Regions from separate parts of the Sus scrofa genome. Here region 1 is linked to region 2. The links are chromatin contacts, called in public promoter capture Hi-C maps. All regions are on one chromosome and are shown on one strand. Each heading gives the region's core, a stretch centred on a gene start, on an enhancer-like site or on the middle of the called end of the contact. The rest is flanking DNA. Distances are from core to core; before and after follow the strand shown. Region 1 holds the start of MIB2 (E3 ubiquitin-protein ligase MIB2). Region 2 holds the start of VWA1 (von Willebrand factor A domain-containing protein 1).

Region 1 (6,996 bases), core at 1,625-4,124, 92 kb after region 2:
GGGTTCATGACTGCTGAGCCATGACGACAACGATGGGAACTAACCAAGGCTGAGCTATTGCCTCTTGGCTGCTCCTCCAGGGTCCCTGCATCCCCTCCCTTCCTTGATCAGCAAGGGTGTGAATCTGCCCTTTGGAACTCAGGGAAGGTCATGGAAGCTGAGGCTTAGCCCCTAAAACCAGACACGGAGGACACAGAAAGGCACAATTGTGTGCCCAGGAGCCCCACAGGGCACTCGCTCTGTTCTGCTACCAAAGTATCCACCAGAAATGAGAGTACAATAAACACCTCAGACATGTACCCCTTCCAGGAAGCTACCAGTAGACTGACTTCAGCAAATAAGAGCGTAAACCAAAAAGGGATTCCAGGGAGTCCTGTTGTGGCGCAATGCGAACGAATCCAACACGTATCCACGAGGACTCAGTTCGATCCCAAGGCCCTGCTCAGTGGGTCAAGAATCCAGCACTGCCAGGAGCTGTGGTGTAGGCAGCAGACAAGGCTCTGAAAATGATATAGCACTTATGGCTTGAACCTAGCCTAAAGCCGGATTGGGACTTGAACCCACAGGTTTTAAATCAGAATCACCCGGTGTCTGGACTCACTGAGGTCCAGGTTCTTTGTGCCTCCACAGGAGGAATTTGGCCAGAGACAGAGTGATGGCAAGAAACAGATTAATTAAGATGCAACGCTTATGACGGAGTTCCCATTGTGGTGCAGGGGAAATGAATCCAACTGGGAACCATGAGGTTGCAGCTTCAATCCCTGGCCTCGCTCAGTGGGTTGAGGATCCAGCGTTGCTATGAGCTGTGGTGTGGGTCACAGACATGGCTCAGATCAGGAGTGGCTGTGGCTGTGGCGTAGGCCGGCAGCTGCAGCTTCATATCTCTGTGGCTGACTCCAGGGTCGTCTTTTTTTTTTGTCTTTTGTTTTTTTAGGGCCGCCCCTGTGGCATATGGAGGTTCCCAGGCTGGGGGTCTAATCTGAGCTATAGCTGCTGGCCTACACCACAGCCACAACAATGCGGGATCCAGAGCCACATCTGTGACCCACAGCACAACTCACAGCAACACCAGATCCTTAATGCACTGAGCAAGGCCAGGGATTGAACCCCAAACTTCATGGCTCCTAGTCGGATTTGTTTCCGCTGTGCCAGGATGGGGACTCCATCCAGGCTCTTTCTTTAGTCTTGAAACTGGACAGGCATGGGGCCTTGCAGGCCTGCAGTGTGCAGCCCAACAGTGGTCGGTCCCAGGAACTTCCCCAAGTCGTGGGGCGTGACCATCCTCTTGCACCCCATTTCCCCACAACATTTTTATGTATTTTTAATTTTTTTTTTTTGCTTTTATTTTTAGGGCCGCACCTGTGGCATATGGAAGTTCTGAGGGTAGGCATCAAATTGGAGCTGCAGCTGCCAGCCTACACCACAGCAAGCTGGATCTGAGCCTCATCTGCAACCTACACCACAGCTCAGGGCAATGAGGGATCCTTAACCCACTCAGCGAGGCAGAGATCGACCCGCAACCTCATGGTTCCCACTGCACCATGACGGGAACTCCCTGCAATATTTTTTAAAAGGGAAGAGGAAGGTGGTGGACTTGGATTACAGAAATTTAGCCCACTTAATTCTTGGGGAAGAGTGCTTTTGCCTGCCCGCTTATGTCCTTCACAAGAGTCCTATATTAACAAACCCGCTTCTTACCTATCGCTTCCTCTGGTTGAATTCCCTCCACACCAAGGCATAAGGAAACTGAGCTTCAGTGACTCCTGAGATGAGCTGTATGATTTCAAACACAGTCAGGAAAATGTACCTTTGCGGGATGGGCTGGGAGTGAGGAGTTCTTTTAAGAGTCTGGTTCTCTTTGAGCTCACTGGGAAGCCTATAAAAATGTCTAAAATTAATACATCAAAAACTAGCACTTCCAGGAGTTCTCATTGTGGTTCGTTGGTAACAAACCCAACTAGTATCTATGAGGATGCAGGTTCCACCTCTGGCCTCATTCAGTGGGTTAAGGAGTCAGTGTTGCCACAAGCTGTGGCATAGGTTACAGATGCTGCTCTGATCTGGTGTTGCTATGGCTGTGGCATAGGTAGGCAGTGGCAGCGCCGATTGGACCCCTAGCCTGGGAACTTCTATATGCGAAGGGTGCAGCCCTAAAAAAGAAAAAACCAGCACTTCCAGGAGTTATCTTGTGGCACAGAGGGTTAAGGATCCAGCATTGACACTACAGCGGCTCGGGTCACTGCTGTGGCCCGGGTTCATTCCTTGGCCCAGGAACCTCCATATGCTGCAGGTGCAGCCAAACCACACTCCCTCCCCCACCCCCAGCACTCTCTGCTCTCAGGTTTAGAAAGAGGTTGCTGTCCAGGAAAAGATATTAGGGTTGGAAATATTCGCCTCTGGGCAGACTGGCGTAGGACCAATGTTTTTCCCTAAGTCTTCAGTTCTGCGTCAATTAAAACCATGCACTGGGGTTTGTTTGATCCTTGCCAGGAGGAGTGGATTAAAGATCCCACTGCTGCAGCTGTGGAGTAGGTCGCCGCTGAGGCTCGGTTTCCATTCCTGGCCCAGGAACTTCCATAAGCCACGCGTACGGCCGAGAAAAAAAAAAAAAAAAAATGCACTGGCCTTACTCTTATTTTAAAGTAACTCAAATCAAAAGTGTTGGCTGTGACGTCGACTCATCTCTGAACCCTTCCGTCTCCACGGCTGTGACTAAGATTCATCTCGGAACCAATCATGTCTCCACGGCAACCGAACGCGTTTCCGAACCTGGCTGCGTGCGCCACGTAAGGCCAGCGAGGGCGACGCACTCCCAGTTCAGGCCACGCCCCTTCGCGGCGAGGTCGTGGCCGCCTGGTCCGCGCGTCCGGGCCCGCGCGTGCGCGTCTTCGGTAGCTGGGGAGGCCTGGGGCCGTAGTGTCCGCAGGCCCTCCCGGGCACGGGCGCCACGGTGGTGACAGCCCGGAGAGGCGCCGCAGCCCGCAGTCCGCCCCCTCTCCGACGTGCGCGCGCGCCGGCGGACGTGGTCGCGTCCCCTGTCTGGGGCGGCGCAGAGCCCACCCGAATCCTTCCCGCGGAAGCAAGGATGGAGGCCCCTCAGGCTGTCGGGGCGGGGCTGGGTCCGTAGATCCTGCCCACACGCGCACTACGTCACGGCGCCGCGTAGCCTCCTGGGAGTTGTGGTTCAGGCCTGCCCCCCCCGCCGCTGTCTCGGAGCTGCGGACTACAAGTCCCGGCAGGGCTCGCGGCGGCCCTAGACCCTGAAGCGCCGGGGGCTTCGGGTGGCTTCGGCCGGGGGGCTCGGGCTCGGGCTCGGCGCGGCGTGGCGCGGCGGCCTGGCTGGTGGCGGGTTCTGAGCAGTCGAAGCCCGCCGGCCAGGCGTCACACACACTGAGGTCGAAGCTGGCCGGCTGACAGACTCGGCGCTCCTCAGGCCCCCGGAGCCCCTGCGCGGAGCGGGCGGGACGCAAACTTCCGGGCAAGTGAAGGGGTCGACTGGGGCATTGGGACTGGGGCCATGGTCCGGCAGCGGCGAGGGCGGCTTCTCAAAGAAGGGGGACGAATGACAGGGGCGGGGCGCACCCGAGCGAGTGAGGAAGGGTCAGTTAAGGGTGGGCGACCGGCCTGGCCTGTCCGGCCGCGCCCCCCAGGGTGCAGCGCGGGGCCCTGACGTCTGCAGAGCCGAGTCAATCTTCGGCCCCACTCCCGGCGGCCCCAGACCCCAGGGAGCCCTGCAGGGCCGGAGGCAGCCCCCTGGGGCAGCTCCAGGGAATGGGCACGTATATAACGGGGTACTAATTGCGTCTTGGCCTCTTCCCCCCCCCCCGCCCCGCAGGGTCAGATGGCTTAGGGCTTTCGCTGAAGTTCAGCAGGGCTAGAGGCCCTTCCTCACGTCTCCAGGCATCAGAGCTGTAGCGCACTAGTTTCAAGGCGGGGGTGGGGGGGGAGCGACCGTACAGCCAGACAGGTGAGCTGTTGACGAGCTTGGATTCCTTCTGATGCCATGTCAGAGGGGCTTGGGCTTGTTTTTGAGCGTGTATGTGTGTAAGTAAATAATCCTCTCTCTGAGCTCAGAATCAATTGAAGCAGGCAAAGGTACCAGATAGGCTCCCGGGGGGCACCCGCCAGGCTGGGGATGAGGCAGTCTGGTAGTGGGAGCCCTGGCAAACCTGGCCCTTCCTGGCAGGTCCCCTCCTCTGGCCATTTCCCTCTGGCCTGTTGCTCCAGGTGCAACAAGTATCTGAATGCCATGCTCCCGCCCAGGGTAGGTCCTGTGCGGTGCTTGGGTGCCTGAGGGCTCCCATCTGGGTGGCCAGAATTCAGGTGATGCCCACCCTGTACTTCCTGGGGGTCTCCCTCAGCCGGTGTGCTCATACGGTCCACGTAAGGTCTCAGGGCTTTACTCGCTCTTAATGGGCCAGACTCCCTGGGCACCTGGGATTTTCTCCCCAGCCTTAGCCAGAGCTGCCATGGGACAGGAGCCTGTGATTCACCAGGTTTTGCCAGTTGACTGTGCCACATATGGTGTCGATTTAAACAGCATCATCAGCTCAGCTGGAGGTGCAAGGAGAGAAGTGGCAGCCTTTTGTTGAGAGCAGTCTCAGTTCCATGCAACTTTATTTTGCTCAGTAAAGGCAATTGCCAACTTCCTGGCTCAATATGACGTAATCTCTGCAGCTTTTTAAAGTTTTTTTTCTGATAAAATAGTCAAAATAAGGTCAACCCTTTATTTCTATACTGTCTCAACAAGTGCTTTAGAAATAGTTCTGGGGAGTTCCCGTCATAGCTCGGTGGTAACAAACCCGACTCCTATCCATGACGACATGGGTTTGACTCCTGGCCTCGCTCAGTGGGTTAAGGATCTGGGGTTGCTAGCAGTTGTGGTGTAGGTCGCAGATGTGGCTTGAATCTGGCATTGCTGTGGCTGTGGTGTAGGCTGGCAGCTACAGTTCTGATTCAGCCCCTATCCTGGGAACCTCCATATGCCATGGGTGGGGCTCTAAAGGATGCAAAAAAAGAGAGAGAAATAGTTCTGCTTTTCAGAAGCTAGAAGTTTCTTAAGAAAAACTAGTAGGAGTTCCCTTGTGGTGCAGCAGGTTAAGGATCTGGTGTTCTCACTGTAGCACCTCAGGTCACTGCTGTTGCGTGGGTTTGTTCCCTGGCCCAGGAATTTCCACCTGCCATGGGCACAGCCAAAAAAAAAAAAAAAAAAAAAAAAAAAAAGGAAGAAAGAAAATAAGGAAAAAACTGGAAAACCAGCAGCAGATCTAGATGTCTGTCTGTTGGGCTGAGACGGTGAATGCTGAAAGTATAAAACCGTTTTTCCCCAGACTTGGTGGCTGCCCGCCCGTTTCCTTTGCTGGGTTCTGTGTCAGCAATGGCAGCCAGTTTCCAATGGGAAGTCTTGGTGGCTGAGCAGATTTCCGAGCCGGGATTTAGCAGCTAAGTGTCAGGGATGCTGAAGGGAGGCCAGTGTGTGCTCTAAGGTAAGTGCCTACTGCTCAGACCCTGAGCACCGCAGTCATTTGAAACCTTCATAGTGACAGCCTCTGGGCGCCTCAGTGCCAGCTGGGCGCCTGGCCTGGTAGCTCTGAGGAAGACATTAGAGTCAGAAGGAAAAGGAAAAGCTCTCCAGGTGACTTTCACCCTGAAACGGGGGTCCCCTTCCTCCCTAGCCCCTCAGGGTGGCGTCCCTGACTCCCTGCCCCTGCCCTTTGCCATCGCCTCCCCACCCTCCCAGGGGGGGTGGGGCCCCGAGGTCCTGTGGCGCTCTGTCAGCCTGGGCCCTGCTGACCACAATGACAAAGACCAGCGGGGGTGGTGGAGGCAGGTTGCCGAGAGGTCCAGGAAGGTGCCTGGCCGGCCTCACCGGGGTCCTACGATGCTGCGCCCAAGCATGGAGGCCCGGGAGCTGGGAGCCACGTCCTGCGGCCCGCGCACAGGACGGCATTGCCGGAGGCCCTGCGCAGGCCCCGGCTTGCGTGATCCTTGCTGGATGGAGGTGCTGCAGCAGAGGGCAGACCCAGGGCCCCCAGTGATGGGGTGTGGGGGGAGGTGAAAAGGAAGCTCCCCAGGCTGTGGGTCCTGCCAGGGTGGGGTGTTCCTCTGTCCTCCACTGTCCCCTAGAGGGTGGACTAACGTGCTCCTGGGAGGGACAGCCCAGGGGAGGTGGCAGGTCGCTGTCCAGCGCTGGGGGAGAGCCGGCTGGCCGCGCTAAAAATAGCGATGTGAATGCAACAGGTGCTGGTCAGAGGCGCTGTCATGCCAGGCTGGACTTCCATGGTGACCTTGCCTGGCTGGCCCACATGGAGCCCTTGCTGGCTGAGACTTGGTCCGGATTTCCCACACGCCCTGCCGGGCGCCCTCCAGCCCCCAGCCAATCCCTGTCTATTCCCCCGAGAGCAGAGCCAGGCACTGCCATGCTCACACTCCCGCTTAGGGTCCCCCCACCCACCATGTCTTGTTGCAGATGGACCTGCAGCCTGTGGACAGTGGCTCTCTAGGCCAACGGGCTCAGGTGGAGTGCCTGCTACCCTGGCTGCAGAGTGACCATAGTGCCAGCTTATGGGCCAGGGCCTTATTCTGGCCTGGGGCGTTTCTGGGCTCTGCAGATGGGGTGCTCCGGCCGGCGTGGACTCCCGTGGGGCCTGTCAGCTCACACTTGTTTGGCTCAGTGGTTGCCTGGAAAGAGGCCCGCTGGGGGTGAGCTCCCGGGAAGGACGAGGGCAGCCCAGTATTGCCCACGCACCATGCCCAGTTCCCGTGGGCTCCCATGGGAGGAGGGCTGTGTATCTGGCTCAGGTCAAGGGCTGGTGTGATGCCACTATCCTGCCACCAGGCTGCAGGCTTAGGCTTGCCGCTCCCTGTGTCAGACGTGCGGCAGCCGCTGACAGAGACGCCCTATACAGGAGGCCGAGGCCATGTGTGGATGGCCCAGCGTGCCCAACTGCCCTTGTCTGGGGCTCGCTGGCACTGAAGAGCCGCTGGCACTGAAGA
Region 2 (6,811 bases), core at 63-2,562:
CTGGGGGCCAGGTGTGGTCCCTCTGGGGGACCCCGAACTTTGGGGGGTTCAAGCCCATTGCCACCTTCTGGGGCCCACGCAGAAGCACCAGGCAGTTTCTGGTCCCAGAAATGGAGGTCTGTGGAGCTGAGCCAGCACCGCCACTGCCAAGATTCCCGGCAAGGGGGTGGGGGCAGCGGGGACACAGTTCTCGCTTGTTCCTGCGGCAGCTCCTCAGCGCGGCCGAGCCGCTTCCTTTTTTAGGCAAAGTCAGAGCTCTAGCGTGTCTCACAGCCGGCGTCTCACCTGCCAGAAGGGGAGGAAGGAAAACCACTGAGTCCCATCCGTCCTCCCCGCTGAGCATCCTCCGCTCCGGAGGAGGGAAGGGAGGGGACATCCTGGCTCAGAGGGCCCCGCCATCTCACCGTGGGGAACCCATGTCCCCCCAGCTCCGCAGGGAGGAGTGGCTGGGAAAGGGCGAGGGGCGGGGGAGCATGTCCGGAGCGAGGCGGGCGGGGCTCTCCCGGACCTCAGCTCCGCCTCACCTACGGAAGAGGAATCTGCCCTGGGGGCCTGAGTGTCTCCCTGGACGTCCCCTGCAGGCAGCCACCTCGGGTCTGGTCTAGCCACAACCCCAGATGCAAGGCTCCCTGGCTCACAGCGAGTCCCTCAGAGGGCTTCTCCGGGGCGCCGCTGGGGATCTGTGGTCAGTCCTGGAGTCTGACGTCAGCTGGGCCCTGGGCCCCTCATCGGTGGTAGGCCCAGTATGGTCCCTGTGGACATGGCCTAAAACAGCCACCCTCAGCCCCCAGGCCTCGTCCTCCAAGAAGCTCCCCTTTAATGTCTCAAGCGTCTTTCCCTCCCGATGAAAAGCGTCCTAAGTTCGGCCCTTTTGATCTCCGCTGGTCATTCCTTGGAGAAACACGTCCCAGTTCTGCGGCCGGGGCCTGGGCCTGTCCGGTGATGGCATTACCGACGCATCTCATACCCTCTGGGGCTCTCGTGGGCCTGGGCTTCGGGGACTCCCGGCACTGCAGAGACAAGGGCAGTGGGCCTGGGGATGACCCCGCTCGGTGGCTCCCAGCTCGGCTTCCGGCTGGGGGCCAGGGGCAAGCTGGATTCCGAGGCCTTACGGCCATTAACAAGACGCTCGTGTCTGTGTGGGTGCATGCCACGCGTGTGTGCCTTCGTGCCATCCCAGCGAGTGCTGCGTGTGGCTGCGCGCCTGGGCCCTGCGTGAGCGCGCCTCCCCGAGCCTGTGCGCCTCCGCACGCGGGACAGTGCGCGCCCCGCCGGGGCGGGGCCTCGGGACTGTGATGGGCGGGGCCTCCCGGGGGCGGGGCTCGGATCCGGCCCGCGCGGCCGCGCGCCCCGCAGCTCAGGAGCGAGCGAGCGGCGAGCGGAGGCAGAGTGCAGCCCTCCCGTCGCGCGCGATGCTGCCCTGGACGGTGCTCGGCCTGGCCCTAAGCCTGCGGCTGGCGCGGAGCGGAGCGGAGCGTGGTGAGTGTGGCGGGCGGCCGGGCCGGGCTCGGCTCCCGTGCCCCTCCAGCCCCCACTGTCCCCCTGGAACCACGTCCTGCTCCCGCGGCTGCGGGGCGGGGACGGCTGGCAGGGCACCCCACCCACCTGGGACGCGCCCCCCTCCCGCCCCCAGCAACTCCGCGGGCTCTCGGGGCCGGACGGGGTTGGGGGGAGGTGTGTCGGGAGGCTTGTCTCTGCCTCAGTTTCCCTCTCCTTGGATTGACCCTTGGTGGAGGGATGGTAGGAAGGTTGGTGTGGCCCTAGTGGGTTGGGGGAAACTGAGGCGAACGGCCCCGGAGCAGAAGCGAGGCCCCCGTCTACCCATGGGGCAGTGCTGAGAGGGCCCATCTGCCCGCCCACCAGCGGTGCCCGAGGAAGGGGTAGACCCAGCCCTTAACTTGCTTCCTGGGACCAGATGGACCAGAGAGGAGGGGGGCCAGGGGAGGGGTGACATCATCTGTAAGTGGGGTGACACTCTAACCCGGCCATCCAGGCCGTGGGAGGGGCTGCAGTCGGGCCCCCATCCCTCCACCACTGTCCACAGCCGCCCCAGCGGCTTTGGGCCCCCACCCCCTCCTCCCACCGCTCGCCCTACCTGAGGCTGAGTTGTGTAGGCTGCTTCTCTGGAAGCTGGGCCTGAGGGAGCAGCCTTGGTGGGTGGCCCAGAAGCATCCACCCATCAAGCCAGGGGGCTGGGCCAGGACCCTTGGCTCCAGCCGGTGCAGAGTCTGCTGAAGACGGGGCAGGTGTGGGGGCACCCCTTCGCAGAGGAGACGCGAGTCCAGAGGGTGCCCCAGATATGAGGCCAGGGTGCAGAGCTGGAACTGCTGAGAGTGTGAGCCCCCTGCTGGCTAAGGACCCCCCCCACCCCGCTGAGGTGCCGACCCACGACTTTGGGGTGTGACTGAGAGGCTTTCAGTGCTTCCTTGGGTAAAGGCAAGTGCCAGCTTCGGGAAAGCTTAGGCCCTGGGGGTTGTGCCCTGGGTGTGAGGCTGTCTGGGGGCCACCACCTGGGGCTAACCCTCCCCTCTCCCCCAGGCCCCCCGACATCCGCCCCCCAGGGGGACCTGCTGTTTCTGTTGGACAGCTCGGCCAGCGTGTCTCATTATGAGTTTTCCCGAGTTCGGGAGTTTTTGGGGCGGCTGGCGGCCCTGTTGCCCCTGGGCCCTGGGGCCCTGCGTGCCAGCCTGGTGCATGTGGGCAGCCGGCCACACACCGAGTTCCCCTTCGGCCAGCACAGCTCCGGCTCGGCCGTCCAGGATGCCATACGCGCTGCAGTCCAGCGCATGGGTGACACCAACACTGGCCTGGCGCTGGCATACGCCAAGGAGCAGCTGTTTGCCAAGGAGGCGGGGGCCCGGCCAGGGGTGCCCAAGGTGCTGGTGTGGGTGACAGACGGCGGCTCCAGCGACCCCGTGGGGCCCCCCATGCAGGAGCTGAAGGACCTGGGCGCCACTGTCTTCATCGTCAGCACCGGCCGCGGCAACCTCCTGGAGCTGTCGGCCGCCGCCTCGGCCCCCGCCGAGAAGCACCTGCACTTCGTGGACGTGGATGACCTGCACATTATCACCCCCAAGCTGAGGGCCTCCATTCTCGGTAGGTGGGAGGGGCAGGGCCTGGGGGCACCCAGCTGGCATCAGGAAGAGGGCCGGGCGAGACCTGAGGCACTCGCAGGCCTGGCGCTCTCTGGGGGCGCAGGGGGAGGTGGCACACAGGTCTTCTCTGGGACGGGCTCCAGCGCTTCACCTGTGGCTCCACTCCCGGGGCTGCGGCGGGACCGAGGGCCAGGTCTGAGCAGACACTCCTGCCGACAGGCCTGGCCTGTGACCGGAAGGCCGTGGAGTGGGGGGCTGGGTGTGGGCCTTGGGGCTGCATCTGGTGGGATGTGGCCAAGTGGAGAGAAAGAGGAAGGAGATTCCAGGCCTGAGGACTCTGCCACTCACGCCCCTCTCTGTGTGCCAGGCCCACCGTGCCTGGCGGGGGTGGGCCAGGGCTGGAGGGCCCAGCTGGCTCCCACAGGGCTAGGGCCCTGCATCCCCCAGGGCAGGGCCAGGACAGCCACTGAGGGCTGTGAGCCAGATTGCTGGAAAGGAGGCCAGCTGCAGAGGCCAGTAGCTCCCCACCACACCGACTTTCTTCCGGAACCCCCTGACCCGGCTAATCCCGTGGGAGGAAGGGCTGGAGTTGAAGGGCCTGGTCACTGGCAGGGTTTGCTGCAGCCACTGAGAAATTCCAGCCTCCCCGAGACTCTTCCTGAGTCCCTGCCTATGGGGTAATCATGCACCTGAGACCAGAAGGGATTGGATTGTGGGTTGGAGGTGGGTAGAGGGTCCTTCTGAAGATTTACTCCAGGACACCTGGCCCCTGAGTCAACCATCATGGCTGAGCCGGGAGGGGGCAGCGGAAGAGAGGGCAAACAGCCGGACAGGAAAACCAAGACTGCGAGGCAGTGAGGCGAGGGGTGGTGGTGCTCCTGGGATGGGGGGGCAGGTCCAAGTGTGGAGGATGGGCGAGGTGAGTGCCATCCTGGCGGCTCCCGAAGGTGAAGTTGGGTCCTGCCAGCATTAACCCTGCCCGGACATCTCTCAGCCTTACCCACCTGCCCCATCACTCAGATGGGCCCCTGTGGCTCGGCATCCAGGCTCAGGAGTAACCGACATTTGGAGGTCCCACCCTGGAGTCCCCCTGTCCCACTCTCCTGGGGACTTGAGGCAGGGAGCTCCCCAGGTCCAGCTGTTCCTGGGTTTGTCACATCTCTGCTGCCCTCAGGCCTCTCTCCAGGGGCCTCCCATCTCCTGGCTGGACTGTGGGCTCCCTTTTCCTTGACTCTGCAGAGCTGAGTGGACCCCAGACCCTGTGCTGGCCACTAAGGCTGGGCATGGTCCTCTGTGCTCAGACATCACCCCGGACCCCTTTCACCTTTTGAAGGGCCCTTGTCCAGGCCGCTGGACTGGGTGGGAGCCGGGAGGGAAGCCCCTGCTGGGGCCAAAGAGGAGGGCTGGCTGCACTCACCTCCTTCCTTCTGCCCCCTCACGGTTGGTTTTGAGGATCCTTAGCATCTGGTGTGGGCGCAGACGCGACCGAGGCTGGCCAGGCTCCCCCACGCTCCTGATCCCCGCATCTGGGAGTCCCCCGAGGCGGACCTCCGTTCTCTGACCCTCCGCACTACCCCCCCCCACCCCTGCCCGCAGACGCGATGTGGCCGCAGCAGCTCCGGGCCTCTGAGATCACGTCCAGCGGCTTCCGTCTGGCCTGGCCGCCCCTACTGACCACCGACTCCGGCTACTACGTGCTGGAGCTGGCCCCCAGCGCCGAGCCGAGGACCGCGCGCCGCCAGCAGCTGCCAGGGAACGCCACGGGCTGGACCTGGGCCGGCCTCGACCCTGACACGGACTACGACGTGGCGCTGCTGCCGGAGTCCAACGTGCGGCTCTTGGGGCCCCAGCGCCTGCGGGTGCGCACGCTGCCAGGTCAGGCGGGGCGCCGGGGGCGTGGGCCCGGGAGGGCGGCGGGCGCTGCCCGCTCCTGCTCGCTCACGGGCGCTTCCCCCGCAGAGGAGACCGGGCCGGAGCGCATCGTCGTCTCGCACGCCAGGCCACGCAGTCTGCGCGTGAGCTGGGCCCCGGCGCTGGGTCCGGCCGCCGCGCTTGGCTACCACGTGCAGGTCGGGCCCCTGCTGGGCGGCGCGGCGCAGCGCGTGGAGGTGCCCGCGGGCCGCAACAGCACCACGCTGCAGGGCCTGGCTCCCGGCACCGCCTACCTGGTGACCGTGACGGCCGCCTTCCGCTCGGGCCGCGAGAGGGCGCTGTCGGCCAAGGCCTGCACGCCCGAGGGCGAGCGCAGCCGCGCCCCGCGCCCCCCGCCGCCGGGGGCCGGGGGCCGGGAGCCGTGAGCCTGCCGCGCCCGCGCACCCGAGGGCCCCCTTCTCCCGAGCCCGGTGGGGGAGGCGCCCGCCGCCGAAACCGCAGACTTGGGATGCTGGCCGGCCTTTGGCCCACGGGACCCCCGCGGCAGGTGGGCGCCCTGCTCCAGCGTCTGCCCTCGCCTGATTGTCCGCTGCCGCTCAGGCGGCAGCGCGTGTCGTCGCGACCCCCATCCCCTGCCTGGCCCGGAGCGGGGCTCTCGGTGGCGTCCTTTGAGCAGGATTTAGCGGGGAAATGGACAAGGAGTCAGGGGCCCGATGAGCACTCGGACCCTGGAGGGCTCTGGGCCCAGGGCTGCAGGGCCTCTGGGCAGCCCGGCCTCCCACTTGTGTTAAGGGCCAGAGCCTCTGGTGGCAAAGGCTAGCATCCGTTTGAGGGAGTGTGGTCTAGGTGGCAGCTCTGAGTCCCCATGGGCCACTCAGGTCCTGGATGTTGATAGGTGGATGGGGGAGGGAAGGAGCTGGCTCTGGTCAGGTCCCCACGGCCTCTTGGAGGGGACAGGGTCTGGAAAGGGGAGGGAGGAGCGAGGGCAGTGGGCAGCAGCCAGGTGGGCCGCAGAGGCTGTCTTCGCCAGGACGCGCAGGTGGCGTGGGGCAGTGCTTGCCGGGAAGTGGCCCTGCCTTCCTAGCCCAGATGGCCACTGGGACACAGAGGGCACCTTTGGGGAGGACTCTGGAGATCGGAAGGCGTGAAGGCCAGCACTCGCAGGGAGCCGTCCCCGCTTCTGAGTGGAGAGCTTCTGTGGTGGGGACAGTGACCAACAGGGTTCCCCTGGGGGCTGCACCCTGGCGCGTCTCTGCAGCGTCTCCTGATCCCAGCTCCTGTCCCTCGTCACCATCCGGGGGCCACTAGACAAGCCCAAGGACAGGCAGCATTGCTCCCCCTCAGGTCCGCCAGGCGCCTCCTCTGCCTGCACTGAGCGCTCACCGTGCCCCTTCCTACTAACACCCACTGACCACACAGTAAATCGGATGTAAACAGCGCTGCCGTCTCCCGAGTGGTTGCTCCTTGTTTAAAACACGCCAGACCCGTAAACGGTTGCAAGCGGAAGAAAAAAAGGTCTTGGGTAGGGACCTAGGGCACCCCGCTGGCGCTAGGGAAGTGGAGGGGGAGCCTCCCAGCGCTTGCACTCAGGCCCCTGTACCTCCCCGTGGCCACTCCGTGCATCTCCCCTTCAGAGAGCCCAGGCCCGTTTCAGTGGGCCTTACTGGGACCAGGGACAGCAGGCCCTCTGCAGGGCTGTCCCTTGTCTGCTGGCACAGGACACCCTCAGTGGCCTTTGATTCCGTGGGGCTGGGGGCAGGCTTCAAGTGAGCACCCGCCTCTGAGCATCATGTGGCCCCTGCCCAGGCACCCAAGGCCTGCACCGCCCCTAGTTTAGTGTGCCT

The links. Promoter capture Hi-C pulls out the DNA fragments that hold promoters and counts their contacts.
Region 1: a contact with region 2 is called in a promoter capture Hi-C map of fetal liver, with 2.7 times the contacts expected there. The contact joins the promoter of MIB2 here to the promoter of VWA1 in region 2. A contact is called at or near these places in 2 of 5 promoter capture datasets (fetal liver and liver), 12 of 47 Hi-C or Micro-C datasets (blood, embryonic fibroblasts, epiblast stem cells and 4 more) and 2 of 2 datasets of contacts at active chromatin or transcription factors (alveolar macrophages and skeletal muscle).

Annotation. Positions count from the first base shown.
Region 1 is chr6:63,784,326-63,791,321 of Sscrofa11.1, forward strand. MIB2 (E3 ubiquitin-protein ligase MIB2) reads left to right here and starts at 2,875. Exons shown (of 20, transcript XM_021097467.1): 1 at 2,875-3,478; 2 at 5,331-5,486. LOC102160306 reads right to left here. Exons shown (of 5, transcript XM_021097587.1): 2 at 5,870-6,004; 3 at 2,770-3,495; 4 at 1,699-1,876. The coding sequence ends at 1,699.
Region 2 is chr6:63,693,883-63,700,693 of Sscrofa11.1, forward strand. It overlaps VWA1 (von Willebrand factor A domain-containing protein 1), which reads left to right and starts at 1,313. Exons shown (of 3, transcript XM_003127501.4): 1 at 1,313-1,479; 2 at 2,539-3,096; 3 at 4,692-6,414. The coding sequence starts at 1,413. The coding sequence ends at 5,392.